2 separate regions of the Drosophila melanogaster genome follow, and region 1 is linked to region 2. The links are chromatin contacts, called in public HiChIP or PLAC-seq maps. All regions are on one chromosome and are shown on one strand. Each heading gives the region's core, a stretch centred on a gene start, on an enhancer-like site or on the middle of the called end of the contact. The rest is flanking DNA. Distances are from core to core; before and after follow the strand shown. Region 1 holds the start of Mtl (Mig-2-like). Region 2 holds the start of bigmax.

What was found. HiChIP or PLAC-seq counts read pairs in DNA pulled down with a chosen protein or histone mark.
Region 1: a contact with region 2 is called in an H3K27ac HiChIP or PLAC-seq map of the Kc167 cell line, with 5 times the contacts expected there. The contact joins the promoter of Mtl here to the promoter of bigmax in region 2. A contact is called at or near these places in 10 of 107 Hi-C or Micro-C datasets (the D17-c3 cell line, the S2 cell line, embryo and 5 more) and 1 of 6 datasets of contacts at active chromatin or transcription factors (the Kc167 cell line).

The regions. Positions count from the first base shown.
Region 1 is chr3R:27,632,133-27,637,936 of dm6, reverse strand. Mtl (Mig-2-like) reads right to left here and starts at 1,388. Exons shown (of 5, transcript NM_079809.3): 1 at 1,101-1,388; 2 at 1-99. The coding sequence starts at 49. It overlaps CG5611, which reads left to right and starts at 1,877. Exons shown (of 2, transcript NM_001276087.2): 1 at 1,877-2,771; 2 at 2,833-3,312. The coding sequence starts at 1,898. The coding sequence ends at 2,939. Tusp (tusp,) reads right to left here. Exons shown (of 11, transcript NM_001202374.2): 8 at 4,732-5,804; 9 at 4,340-4,675; 10 at 4,091-4,282; 11 at 3,005-4,027. The coding sequence ends at 3,911.
Region 2 is chr3R:27,286,769-27,292,541 of dm6, reverse strand. bigmax reads left to right here and starts at 4,016. Exons shown (of 3, transcript NM_143299.3): 1 at 4,016-4,214; 2 at 4,357-4,757; 3 at 4,823-5,176. The coding sequence starts at 4,073. The coding sequence ends at 5,044. CG3368 reads right to left here. Exons shown (of 3, transcript NM_143298.2): 3 at 5,094-5,773. The coding sequence ends at 5,227. It overlaps Hmu (Hemomucin), which reads right to left and starts at 3,773. Exons shown (of 4, transcript NM_057811.4): 1 at 3,497-3,773; 2 at 3,222-3,427; 3 at 2,862-3,162; 4 at 950-2,525. The coding sequence starts at 3,612. The coding sequence ends at 1,409. It overlaps CG3348, which reads left to right and starts at 333. Exons shown (of 2, transcript NM_144004.2): 1 at 333-416; 2 at 549-1,007. The coding sequence starts at 586. The coding sequence ends at 882.

The DNA of each region.
Region 1 (5,804 bases), core at 139-2,638, 350 kb before region 2:
CGGTGCCGTCACCAACGACTACACACTTTATGGGCCTTCCGGTTGACATCGTGAGTGTGCTGAGTGTGCCTGTGCCGATAGCTGTGTACTGTCTGTGTGCTGTGGGCAAAATAAGATGGAAGATGAATGTCTTCGCCAGCTTAATTCAATTAATTAAGTTCTATTCGAGGCAATAAACCCGCCAGTGCCAACTGACCGCAAATTATTTCACAGTCGTACTTCCTTAATAAAAATTCTTTAAAATAGAAACAAATGCTGTAGAAATACATATATGACACAATAAATTATCCTATTCGTTTTATTAGGTTTTTATAAATAAATTAACTACCACATCGTTTTTGGCGCGCAACTACATATATATAAGATAAACAATTGCTTAAATGGAATTTGGCAACTTTTAAAATTTGAATATCTAGACAAATTGAATCAGGATACTTGCTTCCTGAGTCGCAAACTATTTATATTGTATTAATGGAAGTTATACTTATTGGAGTATGCTACATCGTAAAGTGGGAATGTCCAAGCTGTGGAAGTACTACTGTACAGAGTATAATGGCGAAGGTCTACGGTATATCTCTGGGATGATCAAAGGCAGGGCTCTCGAAAGGTGTGTCCCGGCCGCAAAAAGAAAGCAACCGCAGCGGCGGAGGCCCATAAAGCCTAATAAAACGAACGAGGGTCTCATTTCGGTTGCGGTGGCACTTTGTTTTCGCAAATAAAATTTTCAAAAATAGATCATGATGGGCGACACAGACGGGGAAAAACAAAAAGCATAAATGGGAGCAGCGGACCAAATGGCGACCGCCCCTCCAGTGGCGCCCCTTCGGCGGTGGGCGGGGTCGCCCGAGTGTTGTGGTGACGCGGAAGCCACCGGCAGACGCACCGCATCGAGAAAAAGAAACACAAAATGGGAAAATGAACCGCCCGAAAATAGACACAATTAAGTTCTCATAACCGATTCAATTAAAGTTCAACACACAGAGGCGGCACATATTGCGCCACATGCAACGGGGCTGGGCGTGGCCGCGGGGGCGGGTGCGGTAGCAATGAAAATCTTTTGTTGTGGCACAACACCGAATGGGAATACAATATTATTTTACCGTTTTCACCACCACCTATCCTTTTCCTTTGTCTGTCGGCAGGCGGCGACTGTTTTGTACTTGGCTTATATCACTGTGCGTTTTCCGGCTACCGATATGCGTTCGAGGCGATGGTCCATGCGGCGCATTTAAATAATTGATTCGCACTATTTCGCAGCGGCTTTTACTTATAAATATCTGTTTGAGGGACAAAACGCAGCGTCCCCGAATAATTTTCGTGTTTTTCCTTTTTGTTTCCACTCCACACAAACACACACCCACCTTTTTGACAGCGCAGCGACGCTCTCTCTCTCGCCGTTGACAGTGGTGCCAACTTAGGGCCAGAAAATAGCTGACGGTAAATATAAAAAAATCACTTAAATGTATGGTACCAATAACTAAACTTAATAAGCATATCATCCAGTATAAAGTCGTTTTTCTTTTTCCAAAACTAAAATAAACTTTTTTTTACAATTGGCACTTAAAAATCAGCTAGACTTGGCGTGAAAAAAGAGAGCGGGTAGTCCAGCTCCGCTCTCTCGAAACTGACAAGCAGTGCTGCAAAAGGTGCAGGGCTCAGGCGGATTTGGCATTATACAATACTAATAGGCATGGTTGTGGGAGAGGGGTTGCAACCAATTTTCACATTGTAAACAAAATTATTTATTTAATTCTATTTCGAGCAGAATATTGTAATAATTACCTGTTAATTAAAAAATTATCATTTTAAAATTATCTTATGTAAGTTCAATACCCTTTAATTGCTATCGACTACGCCCATGCTGCCTATGTCCACTGTTGTTGTTTCGAGCGTCGTAATGAGCAGATTTGTTTATAAACTTTTACAGAGTGCAAACCAAACTAGTTCGGGCTGCAGACGCATTTCTTTGGCTACTGTAAGAAATGCGGAAAGCGAATCTCAAGAGGGTGCCCCTGCCCGCACAGTTCTGGTGGAGAAGGACTCGCACATAACACTTATTGGCCTAAATCGCGAGCAGCAGCGTAATTCCATTGATGCCAACACCGCGGAGCAGCTGACCGAAGCCATTAGCCAATTCGAAGCGGATGATACTTCTCCAGTGGGTGTGCTCTACGGCATAGGTGGCTCCTTTTGTGCAGGCTATGATCTGGAGGAGCTAGAGGCGGAGGCGCAACGCGGCAGCCTCAACTTTCTGTTGCGTCACGAGGGCTCCGTCGGACCAACTAGGCGGCATCTCCGCAAGCCACTTGTTTGCGGCATCAGCGGTTTCTGTGTGGCCGGTGGATTGGAACTGGCTCTAATGTGCGATCTCCGGGTGATGGAGGACACTGCAGTTCTGGGGTTCTTCAACCGTCGCCTTGGAGTTCCCCTGAGCGATGGTGGAACTGTGCGGCTGGCCGCTGCAGTGGGTTACTCCAATGCCTTGGAGATCATCGCAACTGGAAGACGCATCTACTCTGGGGAGGCGCGGCGAATCGGTTTAGTGAATCGCGTTGTGGCCACAGGCACAGCTTTAGGTCAAGCTGTTAATCTGGCCTTTTCCATTGCCAAGTTCCCCATGGCTTCCCTAATGCACGACAGGAATGCTGTGCTTGAAAATGCCAATGCCTACAACAAACCAGGATTCCATGTGGCCAGTTACAATGAGATCATGAATGTTACCTCAGATATGATAACAGATATGCAGGAGGGCGTGAAGCGTTTCAAGAACTGTGAGTAGTGTTCGTGTTCATTCCTAGAAACACTTTGTTACCTTCCTTTTTTATATTTTAGCTGAAATAAAGGGCCCCAAAACCGATTCGTGGAGCATAAAGGAGAAAACCATTCCAGATTGGGAAAAGGCCGAAATCGAGATCGAAAAACAAAAGCAAAAGACATGACATATGTAGTTAGCTGATATATACAAAACTTCTGTTCTTCTGGTTAGTTGCAATACTTTGTTGTTATATATAAAACGAAAGCCTTTATTCACGTAAAATACATTTATTTAATGATTTATGTAGTTGACCGCCTAAATCGCTTACGACTCGCGCTTATTTCAATATTCACAACAATTACAATAACGAATTTTCCTTGAAATTAAGCCTAACTACAAAAAAGAGTTGAGAGGAAAAGCACAAAGTTCGGTATTCCTTGCTGTCGATCGATTCAACATTCACAATTAGTTTACACTTATAAAAAATATGCTAGCGTCGAGTAATCGGACTTGTCCTCTTACTTACAATGAATTTTTGTTATCAAGTGCGCTGGGCCAAGCGGTTTGCCGGTCTCGCCAATATGTCTTAGTTCTAGGAGTTAACAAAAGGAGTTATTGCACTTAAATCGAGTAAAGCGAGAAACGAAGCTCTATGCAAAAAAGGCTGCTCTTGTACAAACTAGTGTTAAAAACCGACTGATCGTTAATCGTGTTAAAGTAGTTTGATTTAAAATACATCGTACATCGTACATCGTCGTACTACGCCTAACATTTACACTCGGCTACACTTAATCCAAAAAATTTGTCATACAAATATTGCACAAAAATGGATCGGACTGTGAGTTTGCACACCCATGTGCGCACTCGTGTTTCAATGTGCAGCACATGGCAAAACCTTCAATCAAGTGGTGGTACGTGTTCACATACATAATCACTAAAGTACGGTGTTCGGAAACCTAAAGACCACAATATACATATACAATATATACAAATGAAGATGCAATTTTCGCTAACCATCCGTCCATCCCACCGTGTCTGGTATAAAAATATATAGTATAGCGTAGGCCAAAAAAGCAATTGCTGCATTCAGCTGGCGACATTTTAAAGATGCGGTGCGATGCGATACGATGCGATATCTGATCCCTCAATACCCGATTACTTAAGTCGCTGTGTCACATTGGCCAGAGCCACGGCGAAGGCCTGGAGGGCGGAGAAAGGATACTGGAAATCCAGGGTATAGGCATTTCCATCAATGCGACCGAATTGCATGACCTGTTAAGTGGATTCAAATGTTATTTGTGTGCTCCTGCAGATTGCCTGCGATGCTCAGCTCACCTGCTTGCCACGAAACTCGATTTGGAAGTTCTTGGCTGACTCCTGGGTAACGCGTCCGCCAAAGTCCAGCTGGTACACCTGACTCATCTCATTCCACATGGGCGCCTTGTTGTGCATCACAAATTCACGACGCACTGGCGCCGGATTGGCACAACTAGCACTGCCATTGGGTTCAATCTTGCCGCGCTTTAGCTGTGGATAAAGAGTTGTCCATCAAAATATTATGAGAATATTGATTGATCAGCTTACCTTCTGACGCAGTTGAGCTTTTTGGAAGGTCTCCAGGTCGCGATACTGCTTGCCATTGCCCGCATTGTTGCTCTCCTCACCGGATCCATTGGTCTGGTTACCCTCATCATCGGAGCTCTCGATAATGCTCTGTTTTTTGCGCTGACGCCGATTCAAAAGCGGTGAATTCAATATGTGGCGAATGGGAGAGTTGCTCTGCTGCCTTTTGTTCTTTTTGCTGGCTGCCGGAGATGCAGGAGAACTTCGAGGCAGTCGTTGTGGGGTTGAAGGAGGCGTCAAACGACCCTCGTCTAGATCTCGAAGGCGGCTTATTATGTTCTCTAAAGTGGTGAGAGCCTAGAATATCAAATATGGGTTACTAAAGTTCATCCATACGAACACAATTCACTCACCTGAGTATGCAGAGAAACCGAAGCCTTCGCCTCCACTGGTGTAGCTTCCACTGTGCCACAAGCGGCACCTGTGATCTCCGGCTGTGGCTGACGCTCTAAAGTACTGGCATTACTAGAACCATTAACTTGCGCCTGTGCTGGCTGTTCCTTGCGCCTCCAACGCACCTCGGACAGCTGCTTCACAAAGCTGAAGCCATTGTCCTGCTTTCTGCCCAGCAGTGGAGTGGAGTTTTCAGTGCCAGCCGTTTCCTTACTGCGGCCGATTCCAAATCGATGTTTCCTCGTAAAAAGTGGCGAGTCTGTGAAGCTAGTGATAACATCGAAGCGTTTCTTGGGCGCTGGCTTGGCCTGCACCGCAGGAGACTCCTTGGCCGGCTCCACCGCGGGCACGACTGCTGTAATCTCATCCAGGACGGAGCTCGCCGAGGGCTGACACCGTTTGCAGGCACTGCTGGGGCTCATGTTGTTGCGGCACTTGAAGCACAATGTGTTGGCCGCACTGCTGCAGGCGCTGCTATCGGATATCTCCTGCAGCTTGCGCACCACCTGCTCGTGCTCCTTGCTGGACAGCTTAGTCTGTAGGGACAACAGGTCGCAGGAGTCTAGGCTCTTGGACTTCCCAGTTTGCTGCAGCTTGTGGCGCCGGGCATCCTCCTGCTGTTGCCTTTTCCGGCGATTCCTCTTCTTGTCCACCAATATCAGCCGCTTGTTTGGCGCATCCTTACGCAGAGCGGACAGCGCTTCGTCGGATGGCGTGATGGCAACCGAATCCAGATAGCCGACGCTGCAGCTGCGTGTGATGGAATCGGGCAAAGCAGGAGCTATTGAAACCACCGTTGGCGTTCGTTTCATGCTGCTGCTACTTGGCGTAGGCGTTGGCGACTGCGTCTCCTCATCGATATACAACATTTCCCGTCGCTTGGCCGTCGAAGATGTGGTTGGTGCCGTGCACTTAACCCGTGCATCCATTCGCTCCAGATTTAGATTGAGGTTCAGCGGCACTGGATTCACATGGCTGTTGGCCGAGCGCACGGGCTCCGACATCAGAGCATTCTTCACCTGAACCACATTAT
Region 2 (5,773 bases), core at 2,767-5,266:
CGACAGTCTGCGCTGGGAGTATTCCCCCGGCCACGACGACGACACGTGACCACGACCGGGCATCGGGTGGCCTGGCGGTCTTAGCCACCCAGAGACCGACCCGCACCCACCCTTTGGGACGCCTCAAGATCAAGGCGATTCAGTGCAAATTCTTGGACCTCATACATAGATACAAAGTGCTCGTTGCCCGACAACGAAAAAGCGTTGGAATCGGATCGGGAATCGGCCCTCGAACCAGAGTCTAGCAACGCTATCTATGACCAAAGCAGCGGACGGCGGCGTCGACGTCGTCCGACGAAATGGTATTTAAGCGGGAAATGATTCGGTATGACAAATCAGAAGTGAAATAACTCAGCAACAGCGAGCAACAGGCTGCTAGCCGTTAAAAATAACTAACGACCAAGAAATAGCACAAGGTAAGCGAAAAGGGAGAGTTTAATTCAGTAAAATATGTGGGGCAAATGCCTTTGCCAAGAATTATAGTAAATTTATGCGACGATCACGCTCTGACATCGTGGACTAATGCCCAGTTCCGGTTTTGATTTCAGAATTCCCCAAAAAACCGAACCCAATCACTTGAACAAAATGCCTACCGCATCAGCACATCTGCCCATTCAGAAGCGCCGGCCGCATGAGCACAATGGCGAGCCCAGCTGCCAGGGTCTAGATGAGGTGAACCGCATGTTCCGGAATTACTGGGATCCCACGGCCTACTGGGTGTGCGATAAGCAGGGCACACGGGCTCGTCTCCAGCGCTGTCCGCAGTCGCAGCTCTACTCCGAGGAACTCGGCCGTTGCGTCCACTATGCCGATTGGGCCTGGACGGATCCCAAGGAGCCGGCTGGCCGAGCCAAGATCAGTCAATCGGTGTCCACAAATTAGTGATATCTTACGGCTAAACTTAATTTAATGCTAGTCTAAGACAACCAACCTCATTAGGCTTACGTCTATTTTTACAAAATACCTTTATTTTTAATGAAAATAAGAAAAAAAATCAGTACAAAATCAAAAGTTGCTCGAGTTTAACAATTTTGGGGCATTGTTTACTATTAACTTAGCTACATGGAATGCACTTCCGGTTGTAAAAAGGAATGGAATGTTTATAGTGCCTAAGCAAAACAGAATTATATGTTAGTCTACAACATATAAAGCGTTGCCCGTCGAGGATCATATGAGCAAGGCCCTCGGCTAGTCTGAATTTAGCTACCTTTCGACTAAAATTAACTGGTTTCGACAGCCTGAGTTGGGGCATGATAAATAAGAAACCTTTGAAAATTCCCCAAAAGTGGTTGAGATGTTGGAGGGAAAAAGATAATAATCCTAATAGGTTTTGACTGCGTGAAGAAACTAATCTCGCGTCCGGGAATATGCCCGATTAACTCAGGAGGAAGCTGATGCGTCTGCGATCTTAAAGCTCCACATTGACGCCTTGCTTGTTGATGACCTTGAGCTTCTCCTTCTTGGGTGGCTGTGTGTCCGAGGGGATATCCTCCTCAACGGGCGCGGGTTTCTCAGGCACTGTGCGCTTGACCTTCGGTTTAGAAGGCTCTGGAGTAGGAGTAGTAGGAGTAGTAGTAGTAGTTGGCTTAGGAGTAGTGGTGGTTGTTGTAGTCGTAGATGGCTTAGCTGTCGGCGGCTTAGTAGTTGTTGGCTTCGGCGTGGTTGTCGTAGTGGTGGTAGTGGTCGTTGGCTTCTTGGTTGTCGTTGTGGTAGTGGGCTTTGGCGTGGTTGTAGTAGTTGTCGTCTTGGTAGTGGGTTTCGGCGTGGTAGTTGTCGTTGTGGTAGTGGGTTTCGGAGTGGTGGTGCTAGGAGCCGCCTTGGGTTTAGGAGTGGCTTTGCTGGGTGGCACACCAATGGACGCCTCCAAGCCCTCGCCCTCGACGCGAACATTGCGCACCTTCAGCGTGGGCTGCTTGGCCTTTGGCGACTTGACACGCGCCAGGTACTGATTGGTGGGGGAGCCCAAGAACAAGAAGTCCTGGAACTCCAGGACGTGTGATACCGTGGCGGCCGACTTGTCGAAGCCATGCAGCGAGCCCACAATGTTGCCGTTCCAGTCCACACGCACGACAGTCGTTCGCTTGGGCGCCAGCACAGTGATGCTCTCCATGTGTCCCACGAAGTGAACGAATCGCTGCGAGAACTTGTTCGGATATACGCTGTTCAAGTAGCGGAAGGGCAGCTCGAACAAAGCCAGCATGCGGGCCAGGAACAGGCGCACGCTGGGGAAGCGAGTGAACAGGGTGAAGCCGTTGGGATGCTCGCTATCCGCGCTCTGGACCAATGGCACCCAGATGCCCTCGGCGTCGGGTGTCAGGTTATCGGGCAAACCGGGCAGTCCGTCGACGAACACCTCGCTCTGACCGGCCTTCGCTCCCTTCAGGTGATACTTTGTCAGACGCATCGCTCCGGTTTCGGCTACCACGATGAAGTCCTCGTTGGGACTGAGGGCCAATCCATTGGCGAAAGCCAGTTCGTCCAGCAGCACCTCGCTAACATTCTTCGAGCGATTGTATTTGAAGAGACTGGAACGTAGAAGAAAGCAAAGGCCGTTAGAGTAACCATAAGACCAGATCGAGAAACCGGTTTGCGTTCGTCTTACAGTCATACTTCTGTAACTTGTCCCTTAATTATAAGAATTAAGCTAACTTCAGTAAGCGTGGACTCTTAATTGAGATTAATTAAGTGACTCCCTCGATTCCTCCGCTACAAACATTTGAAATAATCTTAAATGGGTCACAAAACACGTTTTATAAAGAAATACATTGTAATGGGGTCCCACTGTAGCCCTATTCCGAATAGCTATCACTTTGAATTCTAGCAATATTAGACAGTGTCGCTATAATTTGCGATGAACTCACCGGCCGGAGGGGTTAGCAAAGCTGGCAAAGACGAGGTCTTCGATGGTGAAGTCCGACGAGGAGTCCGTCCAGTAGACGTCGCCCTCTTTGCTCACGGTCACGCCGTTGAAAATCTTGGCAGGGCGGTTGATGGACTTGCCGGCAAGCTCCTGGGCGGGCGAGACCAGCAGAGTCTTCTTATTGGTGCCCAGGTCCACCTGCCACAGGCCGTAGTAGGCGTCGGCGATGATGAGGTTGTTGCCCTGCGTATCAAAGGCCAGTCCCAGCGGACGGCCGCACCGGGACTCCTCGTAGATGTCCTCTGCAAGGGGATTACTATTATAAAATGAAATTCCCTTTATAGGACTCGAAAATACGCACCGCAGGGCTGGCCGATCTTGGTGACATGCGTGACATGGTTGGACGTTAGCTTGATGACCTCACCGCCGTGGATGCCGGTGTAGATCTCGTTGTTGCGGGCTATCAGGCACTCCGGGCCGTAGACCCGCCCCTCCAGCAGTCGCTCCGCTCCCTCCAGGTGAAAGTTCGATTCCAGCGCACCCTTCAGGTCTTTGGGCGGGGTCACACTGTACGAAGTGGCGATTTCTCCAAGGATTAACACGGGAATTACGTCAATTGAAACGGGCGGCACTTACATATAGTCCTTGAAGGGGAAGGTGGTGCGCGGCGGCAGACCGGGCATTAGGATGATGAGGAGGAAGAAAATCATGAAGTTCATGATCCTCACGCGCAGCGCATATAGCAGGCCCATGATTGATTCCTTGTGCGTCCGCCGATCACAAATTACAGCCCAAAAACCCGCTAAATTTAAGCAATAACCCCGAAGAAAGCGACACGACGGCAAAGTTCAACAAGAAAAAAACGTAAAAGTCATCATCCGGACCGGTAGAGGTGGCCGAAATATCGATATGACTATCATTCGTTGATTGAACGTACCACATCTTACACTCTGCTACAAAAATTAATTGTATGCAGTTTCTAAAAACTATGTTATTAGGGATGCAAATTATAACAAGCATAGTTGGTTGAATAACATCATAATTAAAGTACCTGTTAGCCTGGTACCTGATAACTGTTTTAAAAATTCCTTAAAACTATCGCACAATGTTGAATGTGACCATCAGATACCGAAGGCTTTTCGCGCTACCTTGCGACAGTCACACCGCTGCTAGTGTTTTTGTTTTGGGAATTCCAAAACGTCGCAGTTGACGATGAGCGATAATAACAACGCGTTGGCCACCAAGGAAGACGTTTTCGGCATGGAGCACGACCAGGACCACACCAGCAAGCACTACTCGCGGTGCAGCAGTGCGGGCAGCACGCACACTCCGAACTCCTCGGCGCACAATTCAGGTGGGCGAACGCTGGTCAAGATCGGTCACGCTGATCGGTCAAGAGTGCGGGGCGGGGGCAGCTGATAAAGCAGTGGCATTGAATTACTCGCTATCAGCAGCATTTTATTACATTGTACTCATGTTTCGGTTCTGTATCGCAGACGACGACGACGATAGCGGCGATGCGCGCCATTCCGCGGCCGCCAATTCCACGCTGAGTTACAAGGAGCGGAGAAGGGAGGCGCACACCCAGGCGGAGCAGAAGCGGCGCGATGCCATTAAGAAGGGCTACGACAGTCTGCAGGAGCTGGTGCCGCGCTGCCAGCCCAACGACTCCTCCGGCTACAAGCTCAGCAAGGCTCTGATCCTGCAGAAGTCCATCGAATACATTGGCTACCTTAACCAGCAGAAACTCAAGCAGGAGGACGAGGGATCGGCGCTACAAAAGGAGGTAACAGCGTTACGGATCATTAAGAACGGCTATGAGAACATGCTACAGCATCAGCAGGCGAATCCAGGGCCGGAGGAGGCACGACTCACCGATGAGGCCAAGTTTCAAGTGGTAAGTATGGAGCGCTTACCTCTATTATAACCTCTAGAATCGCCACCCACCACCCTCCTCCGTAGTTCCAGGCCATTATGGAGGAAATGTTCGAGACATTTCAACACATACCCATGGAGAACTTTAAGCAGCTGACCACCGGCATTATCCCCTGGCTGGAGGAGCACTGCAAGCCGCACATCCTGCGCAACATACTCAGTCGTACCTTGCAGCAAATGGCGCAGGAGGCTATGGAAAAACAGGAACTTCAGGCCATGGAGCAGGAGTCGAGCGAGGGTTTCAGCTGATCGCGCGGTTAGTTCATATTCTCATTGGTTATTTTAGAAATCCCTGTTTGGTAGATACTTTCGTTACGTTTACTGCGTACAAACATTAAATGCGTCATTTGAATAGTTGTAAAAGCGTTGACAAGGAAAGATAACTTTTTGGCTTAATGATTAAAGATTAGATAAAACTAGATTTGCTAATGCTAGCCGAGAGACTCGACGAGAGCCGCTTTATCCGCACTACCCAGCTGGCCTAGCAGTTCCAGCAGCACATTCCGTGTGTACGGCTTGAAGCGACGAACTCGCTCAGTGACATCCAGCGCGGTGAGCAGCGCTTCAAGGAATCCCTCCAGACGTCCCGCGCTCCACACATGACGTGCTTCGTGCTTTAGTTTCAGCACGCCCGATGTCAGCGTGTAAATCAGTCCCTCGTAGAAGTTCTCCTCCTCCAGATTCGCGGCCAACTTGGCGCTGGCCAGCAGCGCCGCCGGCAGATCGCAGCGGAATTCGTGCGACCGCACAAAGCAGGTGGCCGCCAGTTGGCGGACCTGATCACATTTGTGCCGCAACAAATGCCAACTGAGTCGGCGGAAGCGAATGAGCAGGGGATTTGGCTCTTTCCCGCCCGACGTACGCAAGTGCTCGACCTTGGACAAGAAGGCCAGAAAGAGTATGATGGATGACGTGACCTCCTGGCGATCACAGCACCTCAGCATGTGCTCGCAAGCCTTGGGCAGCAAGCAGCCCAAT